Linked DNA regions of Sus scrofa: regions 2 and 3 are each linked to region 1. Evidence: chromatin contacts called from public Hi-C data. All regions are on one chromosome and are shown on one strand. The core of a region is the stretch at or near the end of the contact, and the rest is flanking DNA. Distances in the headings are between cores, read along the strand shown.

Region 1 (2,879 bases), core at 367-2,866:
TCTAGGAGGTGCCACTGTGGTACAGTGGGTTAAGAATCCAACTGCAGCGGTTCTGGTCACTTCAGAGGCATGGGCTGGATACCTGGCCTGGGAGGGAACTTCCATATACCTTTTTTTTTTTTTTTTTTTCCCATTAAAAAAGGAAAGAAAAAAAAGACAAATTCTAGTAATAGTAAGATGAGACACAAGCACCTCCAACTCTTTTAGGCTTCATAGGCATTTTCGTAGTTCTCTGACTTTCTGACTTTCATCCTTTTGGGGCGCTTACAATGTATTCCCTTATAGCTTAGCCTATCCACACACATTCCGTGTTTCTCAGGACTCTGTCGTCCACTGCGGCGATCTCATTCGGTCTCCTGGCTTCAGTCACTATCTCTCTTCTGGCGATTTGCAAATCTTGTCTGGTTCAGATCACTGTTCATACAACTCTCTATTACACAGCGCCCCCTAGACGTCCAAGTCAGCATTTCCAAACCCCAGCCTCGATTCTCCCTAAACCAGCTTTTATCATTTGTCTCGCTCAAAGAGGCCAGAACTCTGGGCATCACCCCCAGACTTCCCTTTCTCAGACTCCCTGTCAGTCGGTCTCTAAATTCTGTCAAGGCCTCCTGCCTAGGGCCTTTTGTATTGATTCTCTTTTCCGTTCCCCGCTGCCAAGTCCGCAACACCTCTGGGCTTCCTGCCTTCAGGTATTTCTCCTGCCTAGATCTTTTTTTGCTTCATTCCTTTCCTTCTTTTCCATCCCTCTAGCAAGCATGGAAAAGAAAAATGTAGAGACTCTTTCCTGTCTCTGCCAGTCAATTCATAACTTCTCTCCACTGTAATCTCTCACCATGAATTCCTTTATCTTCAGTGGTGTGTGTGTTTCAGTGTTTGCTTTTTGTATTTGAGATACCGAATCACAAGGAATTTGTGGCTGAATTGCCACAATCTGTTTAAAAATATACTAAGGCCCATTCAAAATCCATTTTAAGAGCACCAGCCATTAACTCAGTTTTCTTGGTGCATTTGGATGCACCAAGGCAGGGACACAAGAACCATCTTTGAACTAGGTATTATTAAACGCTGGCATGAAATAGTTGCAGAATGCAATAACATTAAGACCTGAAAATGAGAGCGAGAGAGGACAGCGAAGAAATTTTAAAAGGGGGCATTAAAGCATTGCAGGGGATGCACCAAAAGCGTTAGCCCCACCGAGCCAGCCAGGAGTCGAACCTGGAATCTTCTGATCCGTAGTCAGACGCGTTATCCATTGCGCCACTGGCCCTGAGACGACTTCTTCGTTCTCAATGATGACACTTCAAGCTTATACTGCAGGGTTTCATGGGACGTGTAGTCTCTTACCGGAATTTTACCAGTACATGAAGCATTATGGGAGATCGAAGTTTGTCGAGAACCAGACCCTGAGATTGGTGACTCTTCCGGAGCCGTGCCCTACGTCACTGTGCAGCCTGCGGATTGGCAGGAAGAGCCACTTCCCACCCCTCCTCCACTTGCTCGGGACCCTGGGAGACGCTTTGGTTGTCAGGGAGACTCGTCCCGCCTTCCGGGGGCTTTTTTTCGGCTTTGTGATTGGCTGCCAGTGTCAGGGAATCTCGGCGTGGACTGCGCGAGGGAAAAGATGGCGGCGATGGCGGTCGGCGGTGCCGGTGGAAGCCGCGTGTCCAGCGGGAGGGACCTGAATTGCGTCCCCGAAATAGCTGACACACTGGGGGCTGTGGCCAAGCAGGGGTGAGGGCCTGGACTTCCGCGAACAGAATGCGGGGTCGGAACTCGGGGACTGAGAGGGGCAGACCAGTCATCCCTGGGAAGCAGGGGTGAGGGGGTCGGAGTGGATAAGATTAGGGTGGGAGAAACCGCTAGTCCATGTAGGGAGAAGCCTCCGGCCCTGGAGCGTAAGAGAAAGAGAAAGAAAGACATATTGGGAACGTGTGGTCCCTGAACCCCAAAGTCGAGAGAGTTATCAGGTAAACTCAAAAAGAGGGCGTACGACCTCAAGGGCCCTGGAGAGCGAGGTGCGAGGTTCTTGTCTCAGAGTGGGAGGAAGTGTTATGGGGCTAGGGAGAGGAGAGATGAACCTTGAGGGCTGAAGCCTGGGTAGTACTGGAGCAGATCTGGATATGACAGTCTTGGAAAATCAGTGACAACAGAGTAGAAAGTCCACGTGGCGTGGATTTTCATCTTTTCTCTTTTCTCATCTTTTCCATGGCTCTGTTCTGGGAAGAAATTGAGGCACAACGCAGTGGAAGTGATATTCCCTAAAATGGGCCGAATTCAGCAGCCCATTCGAGTGACTGACTAATGGCAGCTGAAAGGGTTGTGCAGAATGGAGATAGCCTAGTCCAATTGCTTGGATCGCTGGGCACTGCTACTCTCTTTACATGACGATTCTGGGTCTGTCGTGGTTGTAGGTTTGATTTCCTCTGCATGCCTGTCTTCCACCCGCGTTTCAAGAGGGAGTTCACTCAGGAACCTGCTAAGAATCGGCCGGGTCCCCAGACACGATCAGACCTACTGCTGTCAGGAAGGGGTAGGGACCATCCCACATGCCCCTTAATTATTAGAGGCAGTAACAACTTATGTTTTATCAGTGCCTTCTTCCTCTTCCTTTCTTGACCTGGATGTATTTGTTCAACCCTGGGATATGGATAACTCTTGTTCTCTCCTTGCTTACTGCTCAAAGCCTTAGTTTCCTATTCTGCATCAGGCTTTCCTGTATCTGTGATAGAAAAAGCCTTTTGTCTCTCATCTCTACTATTCCCTGTTAAGAAATAGAAATTGAATGCATAAAGTGCTGAACCTCACTCAGTCTTTGTCTTTCTTGGGTTGGGGAGTGCAGACTGGAATACACTAATTGTGGGCAAGCTTTCCCCATGGAT
Region 2 (3,009 bases), core at 387-2,886, 130 kb before region 1:
TGTGTTAGGCCCTGAGCTAGGGGTCAAAGGATGCAGTCTTTGAAACTGCAGCATGGGGGTGAGGGGCAAGAAAACTAGGGTTATTATAAGTGATGAGGGTGTGGCTGAGAACCTGTCGTACCATTTAGTGCCTTTACATCAGGGAATAGGCAGTTTCTCTTTGAGGACATTCCAAAAAAAAAAAAAAAAAAAAATCTCCATAGGTGGCATCGAAAGAGATAATGGCCTATTTAAATGTACATGTGTTTTATGCATATCCTTACCTTGATTTGGGGTGTCTTCCAAGCCAGACTCTTCAGAGCCAGTCCTTATCACACAGTTTCATGAGATAAGTACTGTTATTACCCACACTTGACAGATTAAGAAACTGATACACAGAGAGGATCAGGAACTCACCCAGTATCACACTAGTGTGGGGGTGGGCTGGGGCCTGAATTGAGCCCTAACCAATTTGACTCCAGAACTCTCAATCTCTCTGCAGACAGGGACCACTAAGTGAAAAGAAACTTTAATGTGAGGTATAAACATGATTCCTTTAGCATGAAGTTGTGTAAATTTAAGATTTTAAGCAGCAGGGAGGAAACTTCAGTCCTGGTTAAAAGTTCTGGTATTACAAATAATAATACCAAGTTTTTGGTTAAAGCTTGTATTAGTGTTAAACCTTTACTGGCATTAGGATACTAAAGCAGCCAACAAATGAACATTTTTGGGCAAACTCGGAGTGCTTTTTTGAATGGGTAGAGTCAGCTTCCCCTTTTACATTTAGTCAGAAGATACCTGTAATTAATAATTTCCATTTAGTTCCCAGTCACTTTTTGCCCACCAGATCAACCCCCGTGCCCCCCACCCCCAGCCCCAATAGCACTTCTCTCACTTCAGTTTCTTATCTGCTTCAGAGCCCTCACTTTGGAGCCCTTGCTCCAAGAAGTGGCCTTTGTGCTTCAGCTATCCGAGGTCCCTTTGCCCTGTTTATCCTTTTCCTTTATGGCTCCAGCAGACCCTGGGGCAGGGTGACCTTATTAAAGACTCTGTGAAACAAGGTTGTCTGTCATCTCTTTGGAGACACCTCTCCCCTCCTCTGCTGCTAATTCTGAAAGGCACTCTGCTTATCCACTCCTTCCATCTCAAAGAAAGGACTGGTTGGAGTAGGAACACGTGGCCATTGCTCCCATTGCTCAGGGTCAGCAACCGGTTACTGTATGGTGATTGGGTAGTGCCAAATCTCATCCCACCTCCCCACCTTGAAGCAGCTGATCTTGTTTCAGTGTTCCGTGCCTCCCCTCTTGGATAGAGGAAGGTGGGCATATTAAAAATTGCTCATGGCCCTCCACTCTGTCTCTTTCCAACTTTGCCTTTGTTATCTTCTTAGCATTTTAAACTCACTCCCAGCTCGGCTGTTTCCTTTCCTTCTATTTTCGGGGTTCTTCCAAGCAAGCAGCTGTAACTTTGTCCTCTCCACCCAGCCCCCTCACCCGCCCCCAGGGAAACAAGGAGAGAGTACCCTCTCCCTGTGGGGTTAGGCTTCAGTGGTTGTAACCCGAGAAAAGAAGGAAAAAGGCCAGGCCTATGAGCCAGCAGTGAGCTCAGAGCGGCCTGCCAGAGGCTGAGAACCTTGCTCACTCAGCGCCTCCCTCTTTTCTTTCCCCTCCCCTGCTGCAGCAGGGCCCTCCCCCATCCGCACACACGGGCTGCTGGGTAAGTGGCAAGATGGCTCCCCTGCATGTCTCCGGCTGATCGCCGCCGCTCCGCCAATACAATAGAGCCAGCCACTACCAGCAGCCTGGCCCTCTTCCTCCTCCTTCTCCGGAGAGACCAAGCCAGCTGAATTCGGGGTTTGCCGTGAGGACTTAACGCTTATCTCTTAAAAGCCAGATCTATTTTAACCTCCCCTCACCACCACCACCACCACCACCACCACCTCCCTTTCCATTTACCGTTTTTTGGATCCCCAGTTGCTACATCTTGATTTTCTCTCTCTGGATCGGGTGGCTGGGGAGGAGGTGGTGGGATCTTGGGGCAAGGAAGGTGTTTTGTTTTTTTAATTTTTTGGGATTTTTTTGTTTGGTTTTTGTTATTTCTTCCATTCCAGAAAGGGATAAACAGCACTTCCAGGGGGAGAAAAAAAATCATGTTATCAGAAAGCAAAGAAGGGTGAGAGCTGCACATTTCCATGTATCCCTTTTCCCTACTGCTCTGGCCCACCCCATCTCCCTTCTCTTCCCCATGGCTTTCATTCTGTCTTTCGTTTTGGTTTGTTTTAATCATTCTGCTTTCCCCCTTTGTCCTTCCTGCTTGATTTCTAATTGGCCCCACTTGCCCTCTCTGTGTGGGAAATAGGTATTTTTTGGATAAGCTTTTTCTTTAGATTTAGGCAGTTGAATCTCGTGTTTCTGTGGGTGCCTATTAGCTGGGGGCACAGTTCCGATTTTCCCCTCCCCACTTCCTGTGCATCTCTCCCTGCCTGCTCTGGGGAGGCTGTTCTGACCTCTGAGTGTCAGTCAGCCTGTCGAGAATGCCAAATTTTCTGTTGGTAGTTATCAACCTGGGGAGACTTGGTTTCTCCTCTCCTGAGATTTAGGCCCTCGATCATCTTGATTTGATCCCCCCACACAGTGTTTGGATGGTAATGGGGGTGAGATTGGAGATAGAAGTTAGGGGTTAAGACAGAAAAAAAGAAAATGGGAAGGTAGTTTATCTGAAGTGAACCTCTGGGATCTATTGCCTGCAGTGGGAGCTAACTTGTGTGATTCAGTGGGGTAGGGGAGTGGGTTCGGTGTTTGTGGGGGGAGATGCATGGTGTGGGGGAGGGTGTGTCCTGACTGGGAGGCCTGCTCTCTTTATCTTTTGGAAGTTGGAATGAGGGAGTGGGAGAAACTGGGCGAAAGCCGAATGTAAGAACAGTTCCTACACCTCTGAGCAGGTAAAAGTGGTCTGGTTCTTTGAGCTTTCATACTATGTCCGGCAGTTTTCATTTTTCCTTTTGGATTAGAGAGGGTCCTTGTTGAAGCT
Region 3 (2,902 bases), core at 28-2,527, 160 kb before region 1:
TCGATCCCTAGCCTGGGAGTTTCTGCATGCTGAGGAACCCCCTATCCCCCAAAATAAATATATAGGTCCAACACATCTTGCCTAAAATGAAAAAAAAGGTACATATTTTTAAATTTATCAAGCAGTTAGTTGAGGTTCAGGTGCTAATCATTCCAAAGCTATCAACAGTGGGGGAAAAGAAGAAAGGAAAAACATCCTGTATGATGAAAGAGCCTTCTCTGCAATGTGCATGTAACCTCTGAAATATGCCAAGAACTTCATAACCCCCTTATTTTCCTCTATTTCCTGTAAAGCATCAGGAAAAATTAAAGAGCAGATTAAGTGAGGGCACCTTGCCCAAAATAAGATTAACAAAGTAAGAAAAACAGAAAAAGCCAAGTGGTTGTTTATTCAGGACCGAAAAAAGTCTAGTTGGTTTGGTGGTTTAGGGCTCTAACAAGTGTTCTACTGCTGTTGATGTGTGACAATTCATGTCTGAACAATTTTCTTTCATGTTTAATATAATATCTATTGATGCCTTGCCACTGATCCGCATCACTAATGCAACTGGAAGGTCAGCCAACTTGAATTGTTTTCAAATCTCAGTTTGAATCTCTAACAATGAAAACCTTAAAATACTTGTCTGTGACCTATTTTACTGTTTGTATTTCTTCCGCTGTAAATTGGAGTATCTGCAGTGACAAAGAAAAGGAAGCCAGAAGCAATTTACGTCAGTTCAGTACCAAAACATTCCCAGTGACGTTGCCTTTTTCACAGTGGCCCTACAAGAAGCAATTCTTCCTAAGGGAATTTTCTTCTCTATTTCGTGGAAAGGGAGAACTTTTTCCGAGTCTTGCGATATGGCTTTCACGGTAAACTTAAGTTCAATGATTATGAATTGGTTGACAAGCCGGGTCCAAAGACACGGTCAACTTTGGAGGCTACAGAGCCTAGCATTCCGAGGTCCCAAAAAGCAACACAGCCTTAGCTGGGAGTGGCAGGGTTTCGGAGGGTGGGGGGGTGGCAGCTGTTTCCCTAGGGGAATGGGAAGCTTGCCCTACTGACTAGCCCGCAAACACCGAGTCTGACTCGGCCCAGGGAGGTACTTTTACCCCGCTTACCTCCCGTTTCCTCTCACAGAGGACCCGGAGACCGTCACAACAGCGCTATCCTACCATCGCCGCCGCTTCCCGGTTTCCTGAAAACCCTAAAGAGGGCCAGCCCGGAAACCCACGCACTTCCGGTCCCGGACCAGCCCCAAACACCCAAGTGCCTTAGCGCCTCATCCTTAGGTCCGGAGATAGCCGAATAACTCCGATTATGGGTATGCCAGAGTCGAGAGCTTCCGAACAGATTCGATTCAAAGCCTCGGTAAGACGAAGCGAACCGAGCTCTGAAAGCAGCACGAGGGAGGGAGGAGCGGCCGGTAGGATGGAGAAAACCGATTGGTGCCGATGTGAAGACGGAAACACCCGAGCAGTTCCGAAGGAATTCGGGGAATTCTAAGTGGTAATCGAGGGGTTGACTCTAGCAGTGGGCGGGGTCAGCTCGGAACGTTCGAAGGGCGTTGGCGGAAATTACCGAAGATGCCCGAAGCCGTCGGGACGGACCCGAGTACCTCACGCAAGATGGCGGAGCTGGAGGAGGTGACTCTGGACGGGAAGCCTCTTCAGGCGCTGCGGGTGACCGACCTGAAGGCCGCACTGGAACAGCGAGGCCTAGCCAAGAGCGGGCAGAAGAGTGCCCTGGTCAAGCGGCTCAAAGGGGTGAGGAGACTGCGTTGCCGGCGTGTCGGAGGGGAGCAGACCCGGTAGAGCCGAGTCTCTGTCGCGGCGCAGGCGCAGTGTCCGGGCTCGGCGCGAGCGAGCTCAGGCCGCCAGCGCGAGCCTCCGGATCCGCGCGCACGGTGGTTGGCGAGGCTCGCTCTGGAGTGGAGATAGCGCCGGTTCCCGCCTTAACGGTAGCGGCGCGAGCCCAAAATGGGAGGGTGTGCGCTACTCTCCTAGAGTGTCTTAAGCTCCTTCCTCCTTCCCCCACCCCCTCCTTGTTTGTGTCTATGGTCTCGGCGCATGCGCTGCGGAAGGAGTTAAATCCCACTACAACCATCGGCGTTGCTGGCCTGAGGGGGGCGAGTTGGGCTGGGTCGGAGTTAGGGGTATAGTTGGGTGGAGGGGTTGATGGGGTTGGTATCCTTACCCGAAAGAATAGAATTGGAGCGGTGGAGGGGGAGGGGGGAGTCTAGTTGATTAGATTAGGTGAAATGAAGAGAAACCTTGATTTGAAGGGACTTGCTTAGGGAGGAGTGTATACTTTATAGGGCTTCCAGAAGCAATTTGAGTGGATAAGAGTTTGGTGAATATTGATGAGAGAGGTGAGACAGGCTGGTTTTGTGCATTAAGGTGGGATTGTCAAGAGGTAGGTGAATGGATTGATGTGTAGAGGTTTGTAGACGCAGGGGAGGTGAGGATCTCGGTTTTAATTAGTGCTGGTTAGGGTACGTGGCCGAATAGTACAAATTCGGGCTGGGTTGGCTCAGGGTTACGTTGGCAAACCGTTGCTTATACTGAAGCTGACAGTTTCGTATGTGTATTGGATCAGACCACAGTTTATAGAATCTTTGGTCATTTTGTTCGGTAGCCTCCTCTTTGAAATTCTTATAAATATGACAAATCTAGGAGCCACTCTCTTGGAAACAATACAAGTTCACTCAAGTAGACCTGTTCCTGGGTAACTGACCAAGTAATTCATTCAGGCCAAAACCTTTTTGGTTTCATGTATTTTTGAATCTAATTTAATTATTTGAAGTGAAGGGCCAAATTTAGAAGGGACATTAGTCAGAAGTGCAGAAGATAATAGGGATTGTAGCACTGGTTCTGTCACTGATTTTATTGCCTAGCCAGGTCACTGATTTTCCCTATGTGCC

The links. A called contact is a pair of places that touch in the nucleus more often than the background predicts.
Region 2: a Hi-C map of skeletal muscle shows a contact between it and region 1, with 5 times the contacts expected there. The contact joins the enhancer-like site here to the promoter of PRMT5 in region 1. A contact is called at or near these places in 1 of 5 promoter capture datasets (fetal skeletal muscle), 4 of 47 Hi-C or Micro-C datasets (alveolar macrophages, brain, skeletal muscle and 1 more) and 1 of 2 datasets of contacts at active chromatin or transcription factors (alveolar macrophages).
Region 3: a contact with region 1 is called in a Hi-C map of alveolar macrophages, with 2.0 times the contacts expected there. The contact joins the promoter of C7H14orf119 here to the promoter of PRMT5 in region 1. A contact is called at or near these places in 3 of 47 Hi-C or Micro-C datasets (alveolar macrophages, heart right ventricle and liver) and 1 of 2 datasets of contacts at active chromatin or transcription factors (alveolar macrophages).

Annotation. Positions count from the first base shown.
Region 1 is chr7:76,109,389-76,112,267 of Sscrofa11.1, forward strand. PRMT5 (protein arginine methyltransferase 5) reads left to right here and starts at 1,617. Exons shown (of 17, transcript NM_001160093.1): 1 at 1,617-1,731; 2 at 2,412-2,530; 3 at 2,840-2,879. The coding sequence starts at 1,622. It overlaps TRNAR-ACG (a tRNA gene), which reads right to left and starts at 1,267; the gene lies at 1,195-1,267. It overlaps LOC110261594 (a long non-coding RNA gene), which reads right to left and starts at 1,397. Exons shown (of 3, transcript XR_002345942.1): 1 at 1,216-1,397.
Region 2 is chr7:75,975,750-75,978,758 of Sscrofa11.1, forward strand. All of the region lies in intron 8 of ACIN1 (apoptotic chromatin condensation inducer in the nucleus), which reads left to right. Among named protein-coding and RNA genes, the nearest start is that of CDH24, 15 kb to the right of the region's middle. Within about 2 kb of position 1,637, at least 71 of the 83 cell types and tissues checked have an H3K27ac peak or open chromatin away from gene starts, as enhancers often do. A contact at or near this core is called in alveolar macrophages, brain, fetal skeletal muscle and 2 more, where this site is marked.
Region 3 is chr7:75,949,770-75,952,671 of Sscrofa11.1, forward strand. C7H14orf119 reads right to left here and starts at 1,278. Exons shown (of 2, transcript XM_003128551.4): 1 at 1,101-1,278. It overlaps ACIN1 (apoptotic chromatin condensation inducer in the nucleus), which reads left to right and starts at 1,434. Exons shown (of 19, transcript XM_021099243.1): 1 at 1,434-1,745. The coding sequence starts at 1,566.